Linked DNA regions of Mus musculus: regions 2 and 3 are each linked to region 1. A link is a contact called in public HiChIP or PLAC-seq and promoter capture Hi-C data. All regions are on one chromosome and are shown on one strand. The core of a region is the stretch at or near the end of the contact, and the rest is flanking DNA. Distances in the headings are between cores, read along the strand shown.

The links. Promoter capture Hi-C pulls out the DNA fragments that hold promoters and counts their contacts. HiChIP or PLAC-seq counts read pairs in DNA pulled down with a chosen protein or histone mark.
Region 2: a contact with region 1 is called in a promoter capture Hi-C map of the HPC-7 cell line, with 4 times the contacts expected there. The contact joins the promoter of Adgrg2 here to the promoter of Cdkl5 in region 1. A contact is called at or near these places in 7 of 39 promoter capture datasets (the 3T3-L1 cell line, the HPC-7 cell line, cranial neural crest and 4 more) and 3 of 115 datasets of contacts at active chromatin or transcription factors (embryonic stem cells, large pre-B cells and stem cell-derived neural progenitor cells).
Region 3: an H3K27ac HiChIP or PLAC-seq map of extraembryonic endoderm stem cells shows a contact between it and region 1, with 8 times the contacts expected there. The contact joins the enhancer-like site here to the promoter of Cdkl5 in region 1. A contact is called at or near these places in 9 of 39 promoter capture datasets (the C10 cell line, the HPC-7 cell line, the SN4741 cell line and 5 more), 1 of 15 datasets of contacts at CTCF or cohesin (large pre-B cells), 10 of 115 datasets of contacts at active chromatin or transcription factors (cardiomyocytes, embryonic stem cells, extraembryonic endoderm stem cells and 5 more) and 1 of 9 other capture datasets (adipose tissue).

The regions. Positions count from the first base shown.
Region 1 is chrX:160,993,334-160,996,033 of GRCm38.p6, forward strand. It overlaps Cdkl5 (cyclin-dependent kinase-like 5), which reads right to left and starts at 1,348. Exons shown (of 19, transcript NM_001024624.2): 1 at 1,258-1,348.
Region 2 is chrX:160,389,308-160,392,174 of GRCm38.p6, forward strand. It overlaps Adgrg2 (adhesion G protein-coupled receptor G2), which reads left to right and starts at 1,383. Exons shown (of 28, transcript NM_178712.4): 1 at 1,383-1,442.
Region 3 is chrX:160,165,446-160,168,314 of GRCm38.p6, forward strand. No RefSeq gene overlaps it. Among named protein-coding and RNA genes, the nearest start is that of Pdha1, 28 kb to the left of the region's middle. Within about 2 kb of position 1,581, at least 8 of the 459 cell types and tissues checked have an H3K27ac peak or open chromatin away from gene starts, as enhancers often do. A contact at or near this core is called in extraembryonic endoderm stem cells, where this site is marked.

The sequences.
Region 1 (2,700 bases), core at 98-2,597:
CAGTCTATAAATTCCAAAGTGTCTCAGTCAAAATGTCTTTTTTGTAACCCTACAGCAAGAAACAAACAAGCTGGAAGTGTTCCAGCAGATGTTACCTAAAACCCTAATCCTATATTCTATACATATTTATGCCTCTTTTTTCCAGTCAAATACTCTCAGACAAATTAATTTGTGTAATCTTTTATACTGCCTACATAACCATTACGTTCAAACAAGCCTAAATCAGATGCGCGGAAAGAAATTATTCTGTGTCAATACTTTCTAAAATCAGCTTAAATTTCAGCCAATTAAAAATAATTGTGTTAACAGAATACTGATCTGCAACTATTTAAATATCACAGCATCCTTCTAGTCTGTCTAGCCTGACTAAGGTCAGGCTTTTCTTATCCAAGCATCTGTGCCATGCCTAACTCAAGTGAAGCGAAAAATCAAAACCCCCAAGAAAGATCTGCTTTTACACTGAAATATGCCCAGGTTATTTTTTACCCCAACGTGGGCACAAAAGAAAAAGAAAGAAAGAAAAGAAAAGAAGAGAAGAGAACAGAAAAACGTGTCAGTGCGAGGACCTGTTCGTTCTGGCAGATGGTTCCAAACCCCAGGATTCAATTTCTATGAAGGTCCAAAGGGTAGGAAGATCTGAGAAGAGGTCAATTTCTGCTTCTCTGCCAGCACGCCAGCCGTGAACTTCACAGTAACGCCTGAAACTTGTCCTGTGGAAGGTGGCAGAAACCTGCGGGGCTGCAGGCGGGGCGCTCGCCCACCCTCCCGGGCAGCCAAGGTCAGAAGGACCAGGGCTGAGAGTCGTAGCTGCCGGCGGGTCCCGGGCTCTCTGGGAACTTGGGCGGGGGTTTCGGGGGGCCCTCCTCGGCGCTAGCGGAAAAGGGCTTTCCTTGCTGCAAGCCCGGAGAGCCCTGGCCACGGGGGCAGCGGGGTGGGGACACCGCAGACCTGCAGCAAAGGGGAGCCCCGCGGGGTCCGACCTCGACCTACCATACGTCTAGCACAGCCCCCTCTGTCTCTTGGCACCAAAAATTCCAGCCCCAGCCCTTCCGGGAAGACCCTAGAGACTCGTGGTGGATCGCCGAGGGAGACTCCAGCTTGGGACTCCCTCACCGTGTCTCCCGGTTGTGCAGGGACCTGCGCTGCTACCCCTTCTGTTACCCTCCTAAGTGGACCGACTGGGTTCCCTCTCTAAAGACAAGCTAGTGGACACACGGCCAACATGAGACGGCCTGACGGGCGGACGCAACTACTCACCCTGCCGAGTCCCCCACCTCTATCGGGGAAGCCTTCACTCTCGCGGCCGCCGTCACCGCTTTACCTTCCCTAGCGGCAGCGACAAGTAATCGAAACCTCCGGCCCCGCCCTCTCGCCGGAGCGAACGCGCAGCCTAATTTGATGATCGCACCGCCCCCGTCTGCCCATTTGGCCCAATCGGCAAACTCCTCTCATTCCGCTAGGTCCCGCCTTAGCCCCGCCTACCAATAGGCGCCAATGAAGAGAAAGCGCTCGTGCTCGAGTTCGGGCTCGCGCGCCCCGCCCACGCCGCTCGTTCTCGAGTCCCCCAAAATCCTAGAACCAGGATTTCTTGTTCTAGCCCTCTACTACACGAACGCGCTTATGCGCGCTCGCGATGCTCCTCCTGGGGCACCAGGTTTGGTTGCCCTGCCAGGCCCTAGCAACCTGGGCTGCTAGGCTGGGAGGGGCGGGGCTCAGGCTGCGAGCTTACGTGGGGAGGGGGAAATGAGGGAGGAATAGGATAAGGGGAGGGAGAGATCGTGACTGAGAGAGGGGTGGATGCGGGGGTTGAGGGGGGTGAGGAGGCCCGGGAATCCACCTGTCACTGCGGTAGAAAAAAAAGGGGAAATCCTGCCTGCAGCGCAGCTATCCTAGCCTCCCTCTCTGGGGACCAGTGAGCGGAGTGGGTGGAGGGCGGGGACCACATTTCGGGCGGGAGCCCGGGCACTACTTGAAAATAAAGGACGAAGGATGGCTCATCTCGGTCGTAGGTTTTTTTTTTTTTTAATATTGAAGTCCATTGCTGCTCCTAACTGTTGCAGCTGTGCGTGCACGCGCGCGCAAACACATTCATATTCACGTTCATCTCGCAGCCTGCGATTCCCTGGGGTGACTTAAGAGCAAAGAACTGGCAGCCCGAGGATTCCTTACACAGCAGCTGGACGCGTGCAAACCGTGGCGGCCGGGGCTGCAGCAGCAAACCACAACTCTACTCCAGTCCGACGCTGCTCTGCTTTACACGATTCCCCAGCTGGTTAAAAAAAAAAAAAAAACCAACAATGAAGTCATCGCCGCACCAGTAGAAATAAAAAGATCTTAAGTCCCACCGCGAATCGAGTTTCCAATGAGGATGACTAGTGGTTAAGATAGAGATAGTTCCAGTGCACTTTTTTTAACTAAGAAAAAAATCTTTTATGAAAGACCTTGCAGACAAATCTATGAAAAGCTGCATGATTTCCACCTTAAAAAAGAAAGCAGAGAGAAAGAAAAGGTTTTTTTTTTTTTTCCGGGTTTGGGGGCAGAAAATAGGCAGTGCATGACATCGAAGATGCCACCAAGTCAGAAATTAATTTTTTTGTAATAGAAAATAGATATCTTGGATAAAATCCATTTAATCTACTCCTGTCTTCAATCTGGTAGCTATACAATTGGTTTGTCTACTTGAAACCAAGCTAACAAGAT
Region 2 (2,867 bases), core at 133-2,632, 600 kb before region 1:
GGGAATTGCTTGTCATACAATAGTGGTACTCACTTTAGTACATCCTGACAGAGCTCTAAAGCGCTAAAAGCAATTTACATCCAACTAGCTTTGTATAAGAATTCTTGTGGCTCTATATGCTATGGAGTCTGTTTTATAATAAGACAAACACAACCATTTTAACCCTTTGGAATGACATGCAGTCTGTTTCTTAAATATACTCCCCACTTCCAGCCACAACTTCTGGCTTGTTATGTAACCTGGATGTGCTTCCTCTTCTCCACCAACTCTCCCTTAATCCATCCAGGCAAAAGTCTGTCTGAAAACACTGCCCATTCATTTCTCCAGCTAGACTGTTGTGAGTGTTAATAACTTGGTGTTTGTAAAACAAATACAACCCATCCTGCCAGGCAGAATGTATACCCTGAGCTTTGTTCAATGGGGCTGATGTAGCAGACTCAGTCACCCTACTCTTCAGATTTGCCCTTTATAAATAGCAGATCCCCAGGATTGTGAATTCAAATCAAAATCCAATTTTGGTCATAAAGAAAAAAAATGCTCTATTTCCCTGCACGTTATAAGAAATCAGAATTGTGCTTTCATATTGTAAAGCACTTTGCAACTATAGGCATTTCTTGACTGGAAAGAACCAGGAAGGAAATTCGGACAGCTTATATTTTCTCCTGGTCTCTACCTGAGAGTCAATACTGTGGAAACCTTATTCCAGAATTCTGTCTGTTAAATGGGCCTTTGAAAAGTTGTTTAAGTGATCTGAGTTTTACAGACCTAGCTTATAGTCTATGAAAGTGGAGATGCTGACCATGGGAATAGGAAGCCAAAGCAAGGTCTTATAGTGCCACACCGCCCCCAGTGTTCCCCCACCCCCACCCCCAAGCAGGCAGAGGAACGATGAGGACCCCTAGTTTTTTACTACCTAGTGAATTATATAGTTTCTTTCAGAAACCACTCAGCATGGTTCTTTACCAGGTATTTTACTCTGGTCCTCTGGGGGGAGGTCTGGTTTCTGCTTTCAGAAATATTCTGGCAAAGGGCGAGGGTTTTCACCTATCAGGAGCATGCGATGCTCAAAGTAGCCTGGGCCAGGCCTTTGGGGGATCAAGGCGACCCCTAAAGGTGAGCCACTGGGTGGAGGCTGGGTGGGGAATCGCGCCCTGCTAGCCGCCCAGCATCCTAGGGGTTCCCCACTGTCTAGGCTGAAGCTCTCCACGAGGCTGCTTCCCGGTGTCAGCGCCCCGCCCGCTCCCCACCTCCACGCCCAGCCCCGCCACACTGAGCGCTCGCCCCGCCACGCCGGGCAGCTGCAGAGCAGGCGGGCAAGTGGTCCGGGAGCGGCGGGGGCGGCGCCCAGCCCGCGGGAGGGAGGAGGAGGGACGCGGCCCGACAGAAAGGGGAAAAGGAGGGCCCGAGGACGCCAGCAGCCAACCGGTCACCGGGACCCGCAGGTGAGTGTGGCGCCGAGAAAGGGTATCTGAAACCCTAGGGGTCTTAAGACCTAAGCCGCTGAGCCAAGGACAGGCGACGGGCCCGGCGGGCTCGATGGCTGGGAGGGTGACTGGTGTGGCTCCCTGGGTTGGCGGTTCTGAGCTGGAGCTCTTGGGCCGTCTGGAAAGGCAGAGGCAAAGCTTGGAGCCCGGCGGATCCCGGGCTCCGTAAGTGGGAAAGTGCGTGCGGTGGGAAAGTAACCAAGTTATCCGTGAAAGGCAACCTGTAAATGGCAAAGTTCTAAATGATCTCAGACCCTCCTCCCCGTTCTGGGCAAAGGAACCAAGAGCTTTACTCTGGAGGGCGGTTTGCTAATGCGCGACTCCCTAGGACTCGGTTTACCTCCTGTGGCCAGTAAAATTGAAAGGTGTAGATGTGCCTTTGACCCACATGGGTCGAATGGGCACAGCACCCACATGCAGGGCCCAGAACAGGTGGCCCCCAGCGCAAGGAGGCATCCCAGACTGGCATCCCAGAACCAAGGAATGATAATCCTCTGAAAGGGGCAATCGGTCTTGAGATGTACGGTCTCCACCTGAGCTTGGGTTTCAAAATTCCGGAGCCCTGTACAAAGTGAGTGGAAGAAAGAGCTGACTCGCCTCATATGAGACACAGGAAGCATGACACTGAAGTCTCCCATGGTTGCTTCTACAAGAACACTTCTAGTCTGGCCTGGCACAGATGTATGAATCCCTTGGGGAGCTTGTTAAAATGAGGCTCTGATTCAGTAGGTCTGGGGTGGGACCCAAGAGTCTGCATTTCTGTCCAAGCTTTCAGATGGTACTGCTGCCTCATGGACCACACTGCTCCGCTCTACAGAACTGCTTCTTGTCCAACCGGCTGAAAAGCTTAAGAAAAAATGGAAGGTCAGGAGACAAGACGAAACTCTGAAGACTTCCCAACCTCATCTCTAACCCAGACACACAACACTCACGCTGAAACAGATTAACCAGTTGCTACTTGTTTAATAGTGAAATATTTTTGCTTTTCTTATCAACTTTCCAAACACAAAAGGCTCTGATAACAAAGCCAGCTGCCTTCACCGGCTTGCTACCTGCATGCACTTGGTGTAATGCTGTGATAACTCTTCCTATTTTTTTAAAGAAAAGGATCTGGTTTTGTTTTGTTCTGGGCTCCACAAATTATCTAGTCGATCCTGTCTTGTATCAGAACTGTGTCTGATCTGCTTAGGCTTCGGCTTGGTGAGGATGGTGGATAAAGGATTAGGATAGCTTCTACAGTTTTTCTCATAATTCTGAAGTTCTTGGCTATCTTAAGCTTATGGAACCCTAGTCATGCATGGTATGACAGAATTTGTTGCTTTTGCTATTAATATTAATGATTAATGCTGCATTAAGAGCATCATTATTCTTGCTTTCGGCAAG
Region 3 (2,869 bases), core at 331-2,830, 830 kb before region 1:
TCAGCATCCCTCAGTCCCTACCTGGAATATCCTACCCCCAATCCTGAACCTCCCAGTCCAGAGGCTGGGCTACCTTTCTCCCAGAGATTCTTTTCCCTTCCTTCCTTCCTTCCTTCCTTCCTTCCTTCCTTCCTTCCTTCCTTCCTTCCTTCCTTCCTTCCTTCCTTCCTTCCTCTCTCTCCTCTCTCTCCTCTCTCCCCCTCTCTCCCTTACCATGGTAACTTCCCTGGGGCCAGTGAACTCACGGCTTAGCATTTTCCTGTTCTAGTTTCATTTATGATGCTGTGAGAAACTCTCTCTCTCTCTCTCCCTCTCTCTCTCTCTCTCTCTCTCTCTCTCTCTCTCTCTCTCTCTCTCTCTGTGTGTGTGTGTGTGTTGTATGTTATCCCAAATTTTAACCCATTAGTGTGGATAAGTCAAGACAGGAACTTCAAATAGCTTAGTCACATCACATCCCACCCCAGCTGAGAGAAGAGAGAAATGAATTCCTACATACCTACTTGTTTACCTGGCCTGAACTCAGTTTCTCCATTCCTATACAGTTCAGACCTCCTGCCTTGGGAATGGTGCTGCCCAGGTGGGCTGGGTCTTTTCACATCAATTAACTAACAATCACCCATAGACATATCTGTCTACAGGCTAACCCTGTGCAGACAGTCTTTCAATGAGACTCTCATTCCAAGTGATTCTCGGTTGTATCAAATTGGCAATTAAAGCATCATACCATCATACCTATCCTCACAGGGTTAAGGTCAGGAGTGGACTCTGTCTGCTGGATCCTCATTGCCTCTTCTCTGCGGGCATACTTAAGGTTATGTGTCCTTAAAGATTTTATTTTTATTATTATTTTAAATTGTGTGCCTCTCTCTCTCTCTCTCTCTCTCTCTCTCTCTCTCTCTCTCTCTCTCTCTGTGTGTGTGTGTGTGTGTGTCTGTGTCTGTGCATGAGTAATTGCACACGTACTTGGTGTCTGGAGAACATGAAGAGCACGTCAGAGCCCCTAGGCTGGAGCTGCAGACAATTGTGACACAGACACTGGGAACTAAATTCCATTCCTTGACAAGAGTAGTGTGCACTTTAAACTACTGAATTGTCTCTCCAGCCCTGGGTTATATGCTCCTAATCTGATTGTGGTTCAAGAAATTATTCTATTTATCCAACAGCACTTACTGATCATTTATAATAAGTTGGACCCTGGCGAGAGGATAGTGAACGTGCTTATAGGCACAGTCTGACAGCTCTGAGCACACAGGCTGTGAGGGTTGCTCTCAGTTCAGAAGAGAGACAGCATCAATAAGTAATTACCCAAAGGTATGAGGACCCAGCAGGGGCAGCCTGTTCTGCCTGAGGAGTTTAGAGAACGAACACTCACTGAGAAAATGGTAATTATGCTAGGGATTAAGGAACCATAGACATTCAGTGGAAAGGGGGAGGGGAAAGATCACCCCTGGAAAGATGCTGCGCTGTGCAAAGGCTCACTGAAAGCTGACCAAGTGTGGAGGATTCAAAGAATAGCAGCTCTCAGTAGCTGCAGATTAGGGGATTTGAGAAGGAGCTGGGTGGAGTAGGATCACAGAAGAGAAGGGCCTGGGAAAGCAAGCTGAGGTCACATCCTGAGACCTTTTCCTGCCATGCTATTGGGAACAAGTTCCTGAAGAGAAGCTGCTCTCCGGTGTGAACAAGACACTCCTGGAGGGAGTTTGTCTGCGGGGGGCCTGAGGGACCCATAGGAATTTTAGTCCTGCGGAGAGACTGGGATTTTGTAGATGCAGACATTAATTACTAATCTTGGGCTAGTTTTGACCTTCTGGAACAGTCATTCCTTGCTCCACTCTATCTGAACTAGCACCGTATGATAATAAATAAAAATCATTTTAGTAAGCCATTAACTTGGAGCACAAACTCTTACCAAGAGCTAAGAAGGGCATCAGGTAAGATTTTAGGCCCTATAAAGGAAGCTTCCCCCATCTCCATGTGCCTGCCTCTCTGATATACCCACCGATATATTTTAAACTTACCTCGATTTATGACTTTCTTTGTTCTGTAAAACTATGAAAACTTCATGAAACTGATTCCATGTTGGAACATGGAATTTAAGTAACCTAAATCTATATTTTCAGTCATTCAAAATGGCTCCAGAATAAATTATCTCTTATTCCCTTTAAAATGAGAGCTATGGTTTTTATGTCACTATGGAATTTGGGTTTTAGCACTGCAGAACCAGTTGTTGTTGGTTTCTTTTCTTTTTTTTTTTTTTTTAAGCTAGAGATAACATTGTTGGACTTCCGTCTTAGCAAGGCCATTTTGGTGACGTCATGGAGGGATGGCGTGTTGGAAGAGAATGTGGCTTGGAGGCAGTTCATGTGTGATACTGGACTGAGGTCACTGGGTGGAAGGAGACTGGCTAATTAAAGTAGAGGGAGGAGTCTCTGGGAAGCAGAGGTTGTGGGGAAAGGAGAGCTAGGAGATTGTCGCTTAAAATAAATTGTAGTTTAAGTTTCTGTGGGATAGCCTTCTCACCAAAACAGACCCAGATGATGATGATGACAACGACGATGAGGAAGACTCTCTCTCTCTCTCTCTCTCTCTCTCTCTCTCTCTCTCTCTCTCTCTCTCTCTGTGTGTGTGTGTGTGTGTGTGTGTGTGTGTGTGTGTGTACTCAGATCTGACACTGTTAAGGTAGCTAAGAACTCAAGATTAGATAGGCCATGGTCCTAGGAGAAAAGCAAATACTATTGTTCTGCTGAAGGTGTATCGGTTCATGATTCACCAAAGAATGATACCCTGGACTCAAATAGTATGTAAATGGAAAGAGTGCTTTATTCTTTATGCTGGGGCCTCTTCCATGACCAAGATAGAGAGACAACCA